Linked DNA regions of Mus musculus: region 2 is linked to region 1. A link is a contact called in public HiChIP or PLAC-seq data. All regions are on one chromosome and are shown on one strand. Each heading gives the region's core, a stretch centred on a gene start, on an enhancer-like site or on the middle of the called end of the contact. The rest is flanking DNA. Distances are from core to core; before and after follow the strand shown. Region 1 has its middle 33 kb from the start of Gm43549. Region 2 holds the start of Mab21l1 (mab-21-like 1).

Evidence for each region. HiChIP or PLAC-seq counts read pairs in DNA pulled down with a chosen protein or histone mark.
Region 2: an H3K4me3 HiChIP or PLAC-seq map of craniofacial prominence shows a contact between it and region 1, with 2.9 times the contacts expected there. The contact joins the promoter of Mab21l1 here to the enhancer-like site in region 1. A contact is called at or near these places in 11 of 39 promoter capture datasets (the 3T3-L1 cell line, 3T3-L1-derived adipocytes, the C10 cell line and 7 more), 1 of 15 datasets of contacts at CTCF or cohesin (the NIH/3T3 cell line), 4 of 484 Hi-C or Micro-C datasets (cranial neural crest, embryonic stem cells and muscle stem cells), 4 of 115 datasets of contacts at active chromatin or transcription factors (bone marrow-derived macrophages, craniofacial prominence, embryonic hindbrain and 1 more) and 3 of 9 other capture datasets (adipose tissue, liver and pancreatic islet).

Annotation. Positions count from the first base shown.
Region 1 is chr3:55,611,088-55,617,367 of GRCm38.p6, forward strand. No RefSeq gene overlaps it. Among named protein-coding and RNA genes, the nearest start is that of Gm43549, 33 kb to the left of the region's middle. Within about 2 kb of position 1,329, at least 20 of the 459 cell types and tissues checked have an H3K27ac peak or open chromatin away from gene starts, as enhancers often do. A contact at or near this core is called in craniofacial prominence, embryonic limb bud and second pharyngeal arch cranial neural crest, where this site is marked.
Region 2 is chr3:55,778,809-55,784,866 of GRCm38.p6, forward strand. Mab21l1 (mab-21-like 1) reads left to right here and starts at 3,702. Exons shown (of 1, transcript NM_010750.3): 1 at 3,702-6,058. The coding sequence starts at 4,186. The coding sequence ends at 5,265. The region is part of intron 41 of Nbea (neurobeachin); the gene reads right to left.

The sequences.
Region 1 (6,280 bases), core at 79-2,578:
GCTCTCCAGGGCACCACTTCCTAACCAGAGTTTTGCCTGCATGCTAGGATGGTTTAAGAAACAGAGGAAGAAACAAGGCAGGGGTGGGTGCATTGTGGGTGTCTTCCCTTTCCTCAGACAGCCTATCCCAGGTCCCAGGTGACTACTGTTGTGGTTTATCAAAAGGAAGAATCGGGAATATGTTTGGTAGAAGTGTGGTATGGTGCAGGACGGGGTAGGGGTGCCCATGCTGAGGTATCCCTTCCCCCTGAAGTACTAGTCACATGACCAGTATAGTATAGAGTTGCATTAGGGCATGGGAAGGGGAGTTGAGGGAGTGGAGACAGAGAAAGGCAGAGAGAGAGACAGAGAGAGAGAGAGAGAGACAGAGAGAGAGAGAGAGAGAGAGAGAGAGAGACAGAGAGAGAGAGAAGAAGAAGAAGAAGAAGAAGAAGAAGAAGAAGAAGAAGAAGAAGAAGAAGAAGAAGAAGAAGGAGAAGAAGAGGAGGAGGAGGAGGAGGAGGAGGAGGAGGAGGAGGAGGAGGAGAAGGAAGGAAAAGGAGGAGGAGAGGCCTGCCATTAACAGGTGGAGAGAGTGGGGAGGGGAATGGGGAGAGAAGAGACAAGAGGAGGAAGAGAAGAGAGCAAGAGAGTAAGAGAGAGCAGAAGGGGCAAGCAGCCCCTTTTATAGTGAGTCAGGCATACCTGGCTGTTGCCAGGAAACTGTGGGGCAGAGCCTAGAAGGAATGCTAACAACTTCTCTTAGCTATTCACAGTTCCAAGGCCCAGAAGCCAGGGTTCAGCTGATGAAGCTGTAGAGCAGGGACTTGGCTGGATCAGTGGTGTTTCTCCGTGTGTGCAGAGTGAGGAGTCTGCCATCTTCCAGCCCTGCTCCTCTAGGGATAATGAGCAGTTCTACAGGGTCTACATTTGTTTAGTAACTTGACTTAGGAGCCTGGCCTAAGCCCCCACTCTGGTCCCTCTGAGAAAATTCTCCTTCCGGCCATGAAAGATGGAAGCACCTCTCTGCCCCTTGGAGGCTGAGGAAAGACAGGAAACCAGTGCCAGAGAGAAAGTCACGTCTTAATCCCACCAGGATGGGCCAGGCCTGAGGCTGGGCCCCTGGAGTTCCCCTTACCCCTACTGGTCCTGTTTAGATGCCTGCCTCCATACCTTCCTGAAGTTTCTCATTACAGTGTCTTCTGGAAACGGAGCTGTCATCGTCAGGGAGCCCATTTTTTTTTTTTTTTTTTTTTTTTTTTTTTTTTTTTTTTTGCTTCCCTTGTCTATCTGCCTCCCTCCAGCTTCCTTTTACTCTAGTTACCCTAGAGTTGAACCCAGTGAGTCTCTGACGGGCTCGATCTCCGAATGCAGTTGTTCTCTGGAGCATCAGAGAGTGGAACTTGGCTACCTGTTTTCACCAGGTAGCAGTCTGTTCTTTAAGGTGGGCTGTGGGAAGACTCCCAGTTGGTTCTGTCTTATCTGGGCCATCTGAGGCAACCCCATGTGCTTTAAGGTCCTGTCCCAGCACCCGGCCTCTGTGTGCAGACTTCCCCAGGGGCAGCTCTTCCATCCACGTTCAGATGGCAGGCAGGTCTGAGGAGGCAGCCTTCTCCTGGCGGTTCTAGTCTGAATGGCTCCCCTCACCCCCCACACCACAGCAAAGAGGACTTCTGTTTTGATTCTTGATTTTCTCACATTTCCCCTTTAAAGAGCCTGCCTTCTATCTCTCTTCTTTTCATTTCTAGCCCCCCTCTGTTCCTCATCAATGTAATTTTAAAGTGAAAGCACATGGCCTCAGAGCCAGGTCTCTCGGTTTACTCAGCTGCACCTACTTATTCAATTTAAATGGGAAGGCTAGTTTACAAACTCAAAAACTAAGTCCTGGCCAATGAGAAGAGCTGTGTAAACACAGGTCTAATTTCATCTCTAGTCCTTCCCCTCCGCTCCCAAAAGACCCTCCTAGAACAAAAGCCAGGACACAGGACATAAAGTGTGTGTGTGTGTGTGTGTGTGTGTGTGTGTGTATAGTGGATGTATGAACACACACACACACACACACACACACATTCTTGTCCTGGTCGTTTCTTGATTTCTAATTGTGAATCAGGATAATCAAGTTGAACAGGGTCAGAGTTTCAACATGCAGTGATTTCTAGCAAAGTGTCAGTTGGCATTTTGGACCCTATTTGATGCCGTCTCAGCTGGAAAAGGATATGGCTGGTGTGTCTAGAGCCTGGCTGGGTAAGGAAATTCTGCTCTCCTTCCATGAAAGGGATATATTCGTTTTGCAATCTTAATCCTTTTTGTTTTCTTTTAGGAGCAAAAGGATAGGAAAAAGATGAATTTCTGGCATTCTAGCCGTTCTGGGGAAGCAGGATGAGAAAGCAAACCAATCTGAGAAACTAAAAATAGAGCAAGGCTCTGGTAAAACAACTAGACCTGCAGTCACCTCATCCTTTCCTGAGCCCACTCAGCCACACCACTCGGATTTTATCTTCCTGGGATTGTGAAATGATCAAGAATCATTTTGAACTGTGAGTTGTCTATTACAAGTCGGTCCAGAATTAGCCATTTTCATTCAGTGTTCTGCACAATCAGCTTAGATACTCTGTGACTTGGATATGAAGGATTCCCCAAAAGGCTGATTGGCACAGCTTGGTTGCCAGTTCATGGATTCAGGAATGGACAACTGACTGGCAGATCACAAGGCCTCTGATCCATTGATGGACAGTCCAAACTAGGTGGCATGTCTGGGCAGTGAAAGAACTACTTCTTCTTCTTCTTCTTCTTCTTCTTCTTCTTCTTCTTCTTCTTCTCCTTCTCCTTCTCCTTCTCCTTCTCCTTCTCCTTCTCCTTCTCCTCCTTCTCCTTCTCCTTCTCCTTCTCCTTCTCCTTCTCCTTCTTCTTCTTCTTCTTCTTCTTCTTCTTCTTCTTCTTCAAGATATTTTGCCATATTGATGACAATTGACTAAGATAGTGCCCAAGGTCACCACTTAAAAGAGGGAATACTTACTTTGTCTCTGGTTGTAGAGGTCTTAGTCCATGGATATGCAGCCCTGTTGTTTCTGGCTCTCTGTCATGGTCATGGGACTTCTCCTGGTTCCCCAAAGAGGGAGACAGTGACACATCAAAGGAACTGTTCTGCCCAAGTTCAACCAATAAGTTTATTGGGATTGTTTACAGGAATATGGGGAAAGGGTTACTTATAGGTGCCCAGGCACCTCAGAGGCAGCTGCATCATGGAACAGCCCACCCCTGCCTAGGCAAGGACCCTTCTGGAGAGTAAATTTGAACTGCCCTCCAAAGGTACATTGGTGAATGCTTGAATGATAGACAGTCGTGTCAATAAAACCATCTCATACTCAAAAGAAAGAATAAAAAAGATCCTTAGAGAGAATCCATCATCCATAGTCCTCCAACTCCCATCAGGCATCTGGCAGATGTTGCTTCCATGGTGCCCCTGGGAGTGTATGGAACCTTTAGGAGGCAGGCCTCAATTGAAGGTCTTAGGCCATTCACAGCATCCTTGAAGAGGGTTACAGTACCTTGGTCGCATCTTTCACACTCTACTGTGAGGTACACAGGCTTCCTCTACCATAAGCTCCTCTCAAAATCTTCTGTGTGCTGCCTGGAGCATTGTGGGATGGAGTGTCCAGCCATGAGTGAAAATAAATGTTTCCCCTTAGAAGTTCTCTCAGGTAGTTTGTAACAAAATGTGAGACAGCCGTCTCCCTTAACCACCTTCCAGAAGACAAGGCAAGGTTCCCAGAAGTTTTGTCACAGGACACGTTTCCTTTCTGTGGTGGGTACCACTGCCCAGAATGATGTCTGCATTCACCTTTATTCCTTAGAGAATAGTGTTGTGACTGTCCCACTGGTCAGCAAGCAGCTTTCCTCTGTACCTGGTTCCTACTCAGTTTCAGCTTCCCACCTCATGTTCAGCTGTCTTCTGCCTGGGAAGGTGAAGTCCCTTTGTGAAGGGCAACTTAGATTTTTTTGATTACCTACAAACATCTTTAGTGTGTTTGTATTCTTGAAAAGCTTTTGCTCTGTTAATGCAGACCACGAGACATTGGTTGTTGTTTTTCTTTCAAGAGCCCTGAAAAACACTGCCCCTTCATCTTGCGGGTTTTTATATTCTTCTTCTTGAGAATCAGCCAGATGTCTGATGGGGGCTGGAAGATGATGGATGATGGATTCTCTCTAAGGATCTTTTTTTTCTTTCTTTTGAGTATGAGATGGTTTTATTGATATGATTTTTATTGAAGCGTTTATACATGCATATAATGTGCTTTAATCAATGCCATCCCACCCCTCCCTTCCAGACTTCCCTTGTTCCCATCCCAAACTATTCTCTCCCAACTTCACCTATTTTCTTGTTTTGTTTTTCCCAAATAGGGTCTGCTTAGTGGTGTTAGAGCAGGCATGGGTGTAGGGTCATCTACCAGAGCATGGTATCCCTGAGAAAAAACTCTCCCAGTGGCCACTTATTTACCCTCGGGACTGAGATGCCCTCTTTCGTTTTGGTGATGCATGCGGTTACACATGCAAGGATATATTAATTCTGCTTATAAATCTTTCAGCTCTGAAGTCCTAAACATTTCATGCATCATCTCTGAAGACGGGAATGCTGCTTTTCATCTATTTTTGAACCCAATCTGAACATATATAAGAATTCTTTCTTCTCTCACTTTCCTGCTCTCATGGCTTTGCTTTCAAGCTTATATTCTAGACAATTTCCTAAGTCTAAATTTCCTTTCACTAATTCCTTCTCCAGCTGAGTCTGACCTGCAGTGTAACCTATAATACCTCAAGTCTTACTAATAGCTCTCTTTATTTCATGAAATTTAATTTGGCTACTTTTAAGTTTTGTTTTCTTTTCAAAATAAAACACTGTCCCGACACATTCATGCTTCTTTTTCCTTTTAAATTCCTTAGAAGTAACCAATAATACTCTAGAATATGCAAATATATTCAAATTTCCAATATATGAAACACAGTTGGCTTTTGGTAGTTCTGACATCTTTGATGATTGTGGCTGCTGTTGATCCCAGCTCTCCTTGAACAAAAAGGAGATGGAGGGAGAAGATTCATGCAAATTTGACCAGGAGAAATTGTTGAAGATTTGGAGTCTATTTCTCTCATCCATAAATTTGTGTTTATTTATTTATTTATTTATTTATTTATTTTGCAAGTGTCCAAGAAAGAACCGAACTTGGAACCCTTTCAGCTGAAGCCTGGCTTGGGGCTTTTGACATCACACAAAGTGGGGACAAGGCTGTGACAATAATTTTTCAGTGAGGGCTTTTCTCCTTCTGCATATAAAGCCAACCTGAAGGAATTTTCTTCTCTCTGCTACTGTTTACACTTTCTTGTCTTTGGCACCGCTGGCTTAGCGGAGGCCATTGCTCCGCAGACTTCGTTTTGATAGATGCATCTTTAAACTTTTGTTCACCTCAGTACTCTGGAGACTACAGTTGGTAAAGCATGTTTGGGAAATTGCAGGCTTTTTCGAATATTCCTCAATAACTCTGCCTTGGCCTTGGCTTTGGTCTCTCATCTGCCTTCCCTGCCCTCCATCTCCAGTATTTTAGGTATTCTGCAGTGGGGGCTTTATAGCCTATCTAAGCCGCCCTCCATGTATTTTTTTTCCTGACTGTGTTAGTTGTCTTTCTTTATAAACTTAAAATGCAGAGCTATCTAATTCTCTCAAAGAGTCACCCCAATATCTCCAGGCCAGTATCCCACATGCCTGCTCACTTATGTCAATGTCTCCCCACCCCCCAATTTTCTCCTTACAACTGGCTCCTTCTTCCAGGTCCAGTATCTGTTGAGGACTCCACATGCTTCCATTGCCAATAACTCTGCCATACCTTTCTTCCCAGGTCCTTCATCCTCTGAAACTGTGATCTACAATAGTTTTCCTTTCTTAGGCTTCTTTTGTGACAGCCACACAACCCTAACTAACACAGCACTGCTCCCCAACCCTCCACCATTCAGACACCTGGAAAGACTGAATGAGAACACAGAGCAGCCACACCCAACACTCCCGAGAGACAGCACTGTCTCAGTTTTCCATAGTTAGGATTTTAGTCATGACCTGGGTTGCTTCCAACACCAGTGTGGTAGACAGGTTGCTTCAGGTACTTATTGGGGAAGGTTACACAGTAGTCTCCTTCAAGCCAATCAGGCATTTGCCGTCTTCAGTTCTGTTGGGCCTGCTTATTGACAGTTGACCCTTCTCATGGGACCCTCACCTGAGTATCCAACCACCCCTTCCAACCATTTGTATACACAT
Region 2 (6,058 bases), core at 2,452-4,951, 170 kb after region 1:
GCATTATGTCTGGCAGAAAGAAACAGTTAAACAGTTAAAGTAACATGGGTACATTTTTAGAAAAGGGGAAGGGAAGAAATCAGATGCACACAATGAGCCTTCAAAGCCACTCCAGCAGTAGAGATAAATAATTTAATAAAATCAACTTCATATTCTTTAGTCCCTAGTGTAATAAGCACATATTAAAAAAAACTTAAATTCACGAACAGTTGTGAATAAACTAGCTGCTGGCAGATAATGAGAGCACGGAGAACAGTGTGTGTGTGTGTGTGTGTGTGTGTGTGTGTGAGAGAGAGAGAGAGAGAGAGAGAGAGAGCGCGCGCATTGGAAGGGCTCAGATCCCTGCAGATCTTCCAGAAGGTTGCCACTGGAAGTCAGTGAAGGTGCAATTCAAGTGTAAACAGTCACTGAGAAACGAACAACAATACACAACCCTTAGGCCCTACACTTCTGAGCATACCAAGTTTTTCTTTATCCCCTTGTAGATGGTGTGGACATGGCTTTGCACAGGCCAAGGAAGTGCACCCCCACTGGGACAGTCACTCAGGAAGCTGCACTTCAGAAATGCTTGTCTTGTCCTTGTTATTTGGGATATTCCAAGTGTTAAAGTTCACATTTGCTTTATGTTCACAGATATGGCTAGATGTTATGATACTAGGCTGTGTCTTCGCTGGATTTGTTCTCCCTAACTGAACATTTTTAAATCCAAGCTGCTCTAGCTAAATCCTAAATACCATTCCAATGCAAGCATCTCAGTGGTGACATCATGAGATTCTTGGCTATTTCTTTCCCCTCCAATTAGGTCACTTTTCTTCAATTATCGGTCTATTATTAGCTTATGTCAAGGATGTCTACATGCATACCACTGAAAACAATTAACCATTTATGTCTTAAAATACAAGGGGCACAGAAGCTTTTCTTCTGGTACTCGGTAAGACTGTATTTTAAAAATTGTCTAGCGTCAATTCAATTCTTACATATAATAAAACAGACTTTATATTACATTGTGTATCACATCAGCAGTTCAAACAATCCAATGGGTCATTTTTTTAAAAAATTAAAATTACTATCAAGTAGTTAAATAATTTACCGGTATACGAGATATCTAACGCCAAAACTTCGATTAAAATCAGGTGAATTACACAAAAATACATCATTAATTTTAATTCCTCTCCATGGACAATTCAATTAAAGTAAGCACGGAAGGAAGCAGTCATCAGTGCGGTTTAGTTTTTCTTCAACAAGGAGAGGTGCTGAGATTATGGAAAGGATTCAGCTACAGGCACAATTCATTTCTCGGACTACGGGTAGCGGGTAGCGGACGATCTGGGTAGCAGCAGCTAGAGAGACAATCTAGCTTTATTCTAAGCCTCCCAGTCAACCCACAGGGACAGCAGCCGCCCAGTGTCCGGTTTTATGTAAATCACTGTCGGCTCCGGGCGTGGAGGGTGCTTCAGGACGCTGGCCAGCCTGGCCCGCAACACTCTAGTTTCTTAGTCCTCTTGCTCCAAGCGAAAATCGTTCGGAAAAGGCCTCAGTTGCATCAATTAGTTTGCGCAGAATGCTTCGGTGTTTAGCTTCGCCTTAACCCAATTAAGCCGCACAGCGAGCCCAGAAAGATGCGCCACCTGCGCCTGGCTGCAGTCGGCGGCCGTGGGATCCTGAGTCCTTCTGTTGGACTGAGGGAACCAAGGCCTCGGCGTCGAAGCTACATCGAGTCCCATAGTCCGGGGTGAGGCACGGGGCGCGCGCTCACCCGGGAAGGTGAGGGCCAAGTATTCCTGGGTGTTCTGAGTACAGCACACGCTTGGCTGGGGCCATTCGAGGGCGGGCAGGCGATGAGAGCGAAGGGCACCGAGAGTGTTTTGCAGCGATGGATGTGAGTGGGGGTCATCCAGACACCCAGAAAGCTTTACAATTAGCCTGAGAGCAGATGAGCCAAGGAAGACAGCTGGGTGGGGTAGGGTATACGCAAGGGTTGTGGGGAGAGCGCTTGCCCGTCGCACCCCATCCTGGGGAACTACGCGTCCCCAGCGGCTGCTCCCTGCCTGCCGCACAGCTCTTTCTTGTTGATCTGGCGCTCTGGGTTGCCTCTTCCAGCCCCTCTTCAGCTGCCAAAAGGTAGCTGCGCATTCACCCGCGATGCCTGCAAACTGGGGAGGGGCTTTGCAGGTCCCCAGTTCCCTCTCCCAAGGGAATGGTCTTGGGGAATGGAGTAGGAGGCCATCTAAGCGCCAAATGTGATGTACTATTTTAATCTAATTCGGAATCTATCACTCTTGGGTAACAAGAAACGAAATTAGAGCTGGCCCTGTGATGCTTAAAAGGTGGGAGTCTTCAGCAGTAGCCCATTAACAGTGCGTACACAGGTGCTACCATACCCGGGCACTGAAAATTCTCTTAATTTGAAATTAACAGAACTTTGTACTAAAGGCAGAGAACTGAAAACTACGACATAAGCCCTAACTACCCTATCTTTAGTTCATGTGCACTGAGGACTCAACTGGTCATGGTACTGGAAGGAAGAGCGACCTATAAAACCCTCCCTAGGGTTCCAAAATCCAAAAGCTCCTCAGGTTCCAAAAAGAAAAGCTCATTTCTTTGAAATTTCCAAGATGAAACTTAAATAAATAATAAAAATCCCTAACCTGAATGGTTACAAATTATTTTTTTTGGAAGCCATTAGCCATTTTCTCATAATCAAATTATTACATCCCATAAGATTAGGAACCTACTGTTGGTCACCACTGAGGGTTTCTGAGGTGGAAGATCCATCTTTAAGCCTGCAGGGGCAAACAAACTGTAATGGCCACACCTTCCAGTGCCAAGCAAGCTCATCTCTGTGAATTCTCTAGATCCTTCTCTACAAGACAGCTCACTATGAGATGGCACTCAAGCTTTCTCTAAATCTCAGAAAACACCTTCAGGAAGTGTTTCCACTACAGCATACAGCCCTATCTGCTGTCTGGTATTTCAGCACTGGCCAATCTAGCTACAGACAAGGGAAACTGCAAACAGGTGAACTTGTTTTAATTAAAAGGCTCCATTTTTAGTTGGGTAGATATCATCGACTCCGTTGAGCAATACTTCTTAAATTCCTCTCAGCAAATGCAAATGGGGAAAACCTAGGTTAAAAAGAGAAGAGACTCTGCCTAAGGTTTGGAAACATTCTGACTGCGAACACGAACACGAGTGAAGACTAAAGAACTCCCCCAGCTGAAGCCAGCAGTCAGTCAGTAAGCAAAGTTCTAACTTGCACTAAAAAGACCCCAGGGATTAACGGGCATTAATTACCTTACTCTAAATGCAAGTTAGTGACTTTGTTCTAGAAGCCCCTTTGACTTCGCTAATTGGTGGATGACCATTAGTACAACTGGATAGCTCATCAGAGGTGAACAGACAAGTGGGCTTTTCAGCAAAGAGAACCACTTGTCTTCACCAAGTCTTTTCCAAATGTCAATATGCTTCAAGTTATACCAAAGCTGGGAGATTTCATCTTGCTTTTCAACCTGTCTAGGTGGCCTGGGTGGGTTTCTGCCGGCAGCAGTTTCCTACCTTTGGTTTCTATGCTTCTATCCACGAGGGGGGATTAATTAGCCGGGCTGAAGCTGGAGGAGGCTGTCGTGACGAGCCCAGTGGCGATTGGCCGCCCGCCTGCCTGGCCCTGCCTTTATAATTTCCACACGAGTGCATCTGGGCTCTTACACAAACCAACAGCAGCTTCTTCTGACAGACACACACTCACCCCCGACGCACACTCTGCACACTTTTCCTCTACCTGATTAACAGTCCTGCACACACCATGATTACGGGAAAACGTAAATAAATACGGAAAGGGGTGATTATTTTGACTACTGGAAGAGCTTTGCTGGGTCTCAGCATAACTTTTGTTTTTATTACCGAGAAGGTGCTCTCTCCACGCGTCTCTCTCTGACACGGATTCTTTAGCGGAGGGGAGAAAAGGGGAGAGCTCAGCCTTTCACTTTAAGACCCGCTAGTCTCGAGCGGGGGAAAAAAGGCCAGCAGGGCAGGGCGGCCCCCTGCTGCAGCTAGTCCGAGAGAGGCTCGGTGCCTTTTGAGCGTGGTCCCCTTTCTCCACCGAAGTTGGCTCCAGCGCTAGCAGCCGCATTGGATCCCACAGCCTATTGCGAGACTCCGGTGTACAATCCGGATCTCTGCCCCAACATGATCGCGGCCCAGGCCAAGCTGGTCTACCACCTGAATAAGTACTACAACGAGAAATGCCAGGCCAGGAAAGCTGCCATCGCCAAAACCATCCGGGAAGTCTGCAAAGTGGTCTCCGACGTCCTGAAGGAGGTTGAAGTGCAGGAACCGCGTTTCATCAGCTCCCTCAATGAGATGGACAACCGCTACGAGGGCCTGGAGGTTATCTCTCCCACCGAGTTCGAGGTGGTACTCTATCTGAACCAGATGGGGGTGTTTAACTTCGTGGACGACGGCTCCCTGCCTGGCTGTGCGGTGCTGAAACTGAGCGATGGGCGCAAGAGGAGCATGTCCCTCTGGGTGGAATTCATCACCGCCTCTGGCTACCTCTCGGCACGCAAAATCCGTTCCAGGTTTCAGACACTGGTGGCTCAGGCGGTGGACAAGTGTAGCTACAGAGATGTAGTAAAGATGGTGGCTGACACGAGCGAAGTGAAACTGAGAATCCGAGATAGGTATGTGGTGCAGATCACCCCGGCCTTTAAATGCACCGGGATTTGGCCGCGGAGTGCTGCCCACTGGCCGCTTCCCCACATCCCCTGGCCAGGACCCAACCGGGTGGCAGAGGTTAAGGCTGAAGGGTTCAATTTGTTGTCCAAGGAGTGCCACTCCCTGGCCGGCAAGCAGAGTTCGGCTGAGAGCGATGCTTGGGTGCTGCAGTTTGCAGAGGCCGAGAACAGACTGCAGATGGGGGGCTGCAGGAAGAAATGCCTCTCTATCCTGAAAACCCTGCGTGATCGCCACCTGGAGTTGCCAGGCCAGCCCCTGAACAACTACCACATGAAGACTCTGGTGTCCTACGAGTGCGAGAAGCATCCTCGAGAGTCGGACTGGGACGAATCTTGCCTGGGCGATCGGCTGAACGGAATTCTTCTGCAGCTCATCTCATGCCTGCAGTGCCGGCGGTGTCCCCATTACTTCTTACCGAACTTAGATCTGTTTCAAGGCAAACCCCACTCGGCCTTGGAAAACGCTGCTAAACAAACGTGGCGACTGGCAAGAGAGATCCTGACCAACCCAAAAAGTTTGGAAAAACTTTAGAGGATGATCTAATCCAGGGCTGACAAGAATGAGCATTCTTCTCAAAGTCCCGACGAAATGAAAACTTCCTGGTTGATTCCTATGTACTATTTCTCGAGACAGTGCAAACAATCTCTTCCTTTAAAAGGAGTAACAACACAACATTTAACCATCATCTCACACAGGGGAAAAACCACACCACAAGCATCTTTATGGAGGCATCCCCCAGCTCCCCCGAAAAGTGCACAACACCCCAAAACAGCTGGCTGCAATGCAAGACCATGGCCAACTCCAGCAAAGGATTATAGTAATCTTGAGACTTAGGTGCGGCTGCCTTCCAGCAAACAGGGCCCGGATGTACCATCGGAAGCAAAGTGTAATGTATATTTTGATCTGTAACAAAAGTTGTGATCTCATGTTGTCTTTGAAAGTGTGGATATTGGTGTTTTGTGATTTGGTGATCAGAACTGAAATTACCATTTTGGAAACTTTCAGACATTTCCCACAGAACAGAGATGCATTTAAAGGTAGATTTCCTCCTGGTACTTTACCTGTCTTTCAAGTGTCTGAACTTAAAACAAAAGTTTACATTTTGTTTCAAATATATTGCTTGTTCTAACATTCCGTAAGTATACTTGAAATGTTATTTAAATATATTCAAAAATTTGAATTCAGCTTATATAATAACGCTTGAATATCTGAATTATATATATATTTGAAAATGCACTTGAAAATACACTGGATAATTACTTTTGTGATTTAGAATTTAATTTCTGTTGCTGATTTTTATTTAATTAGAAGATAATAAATGAAG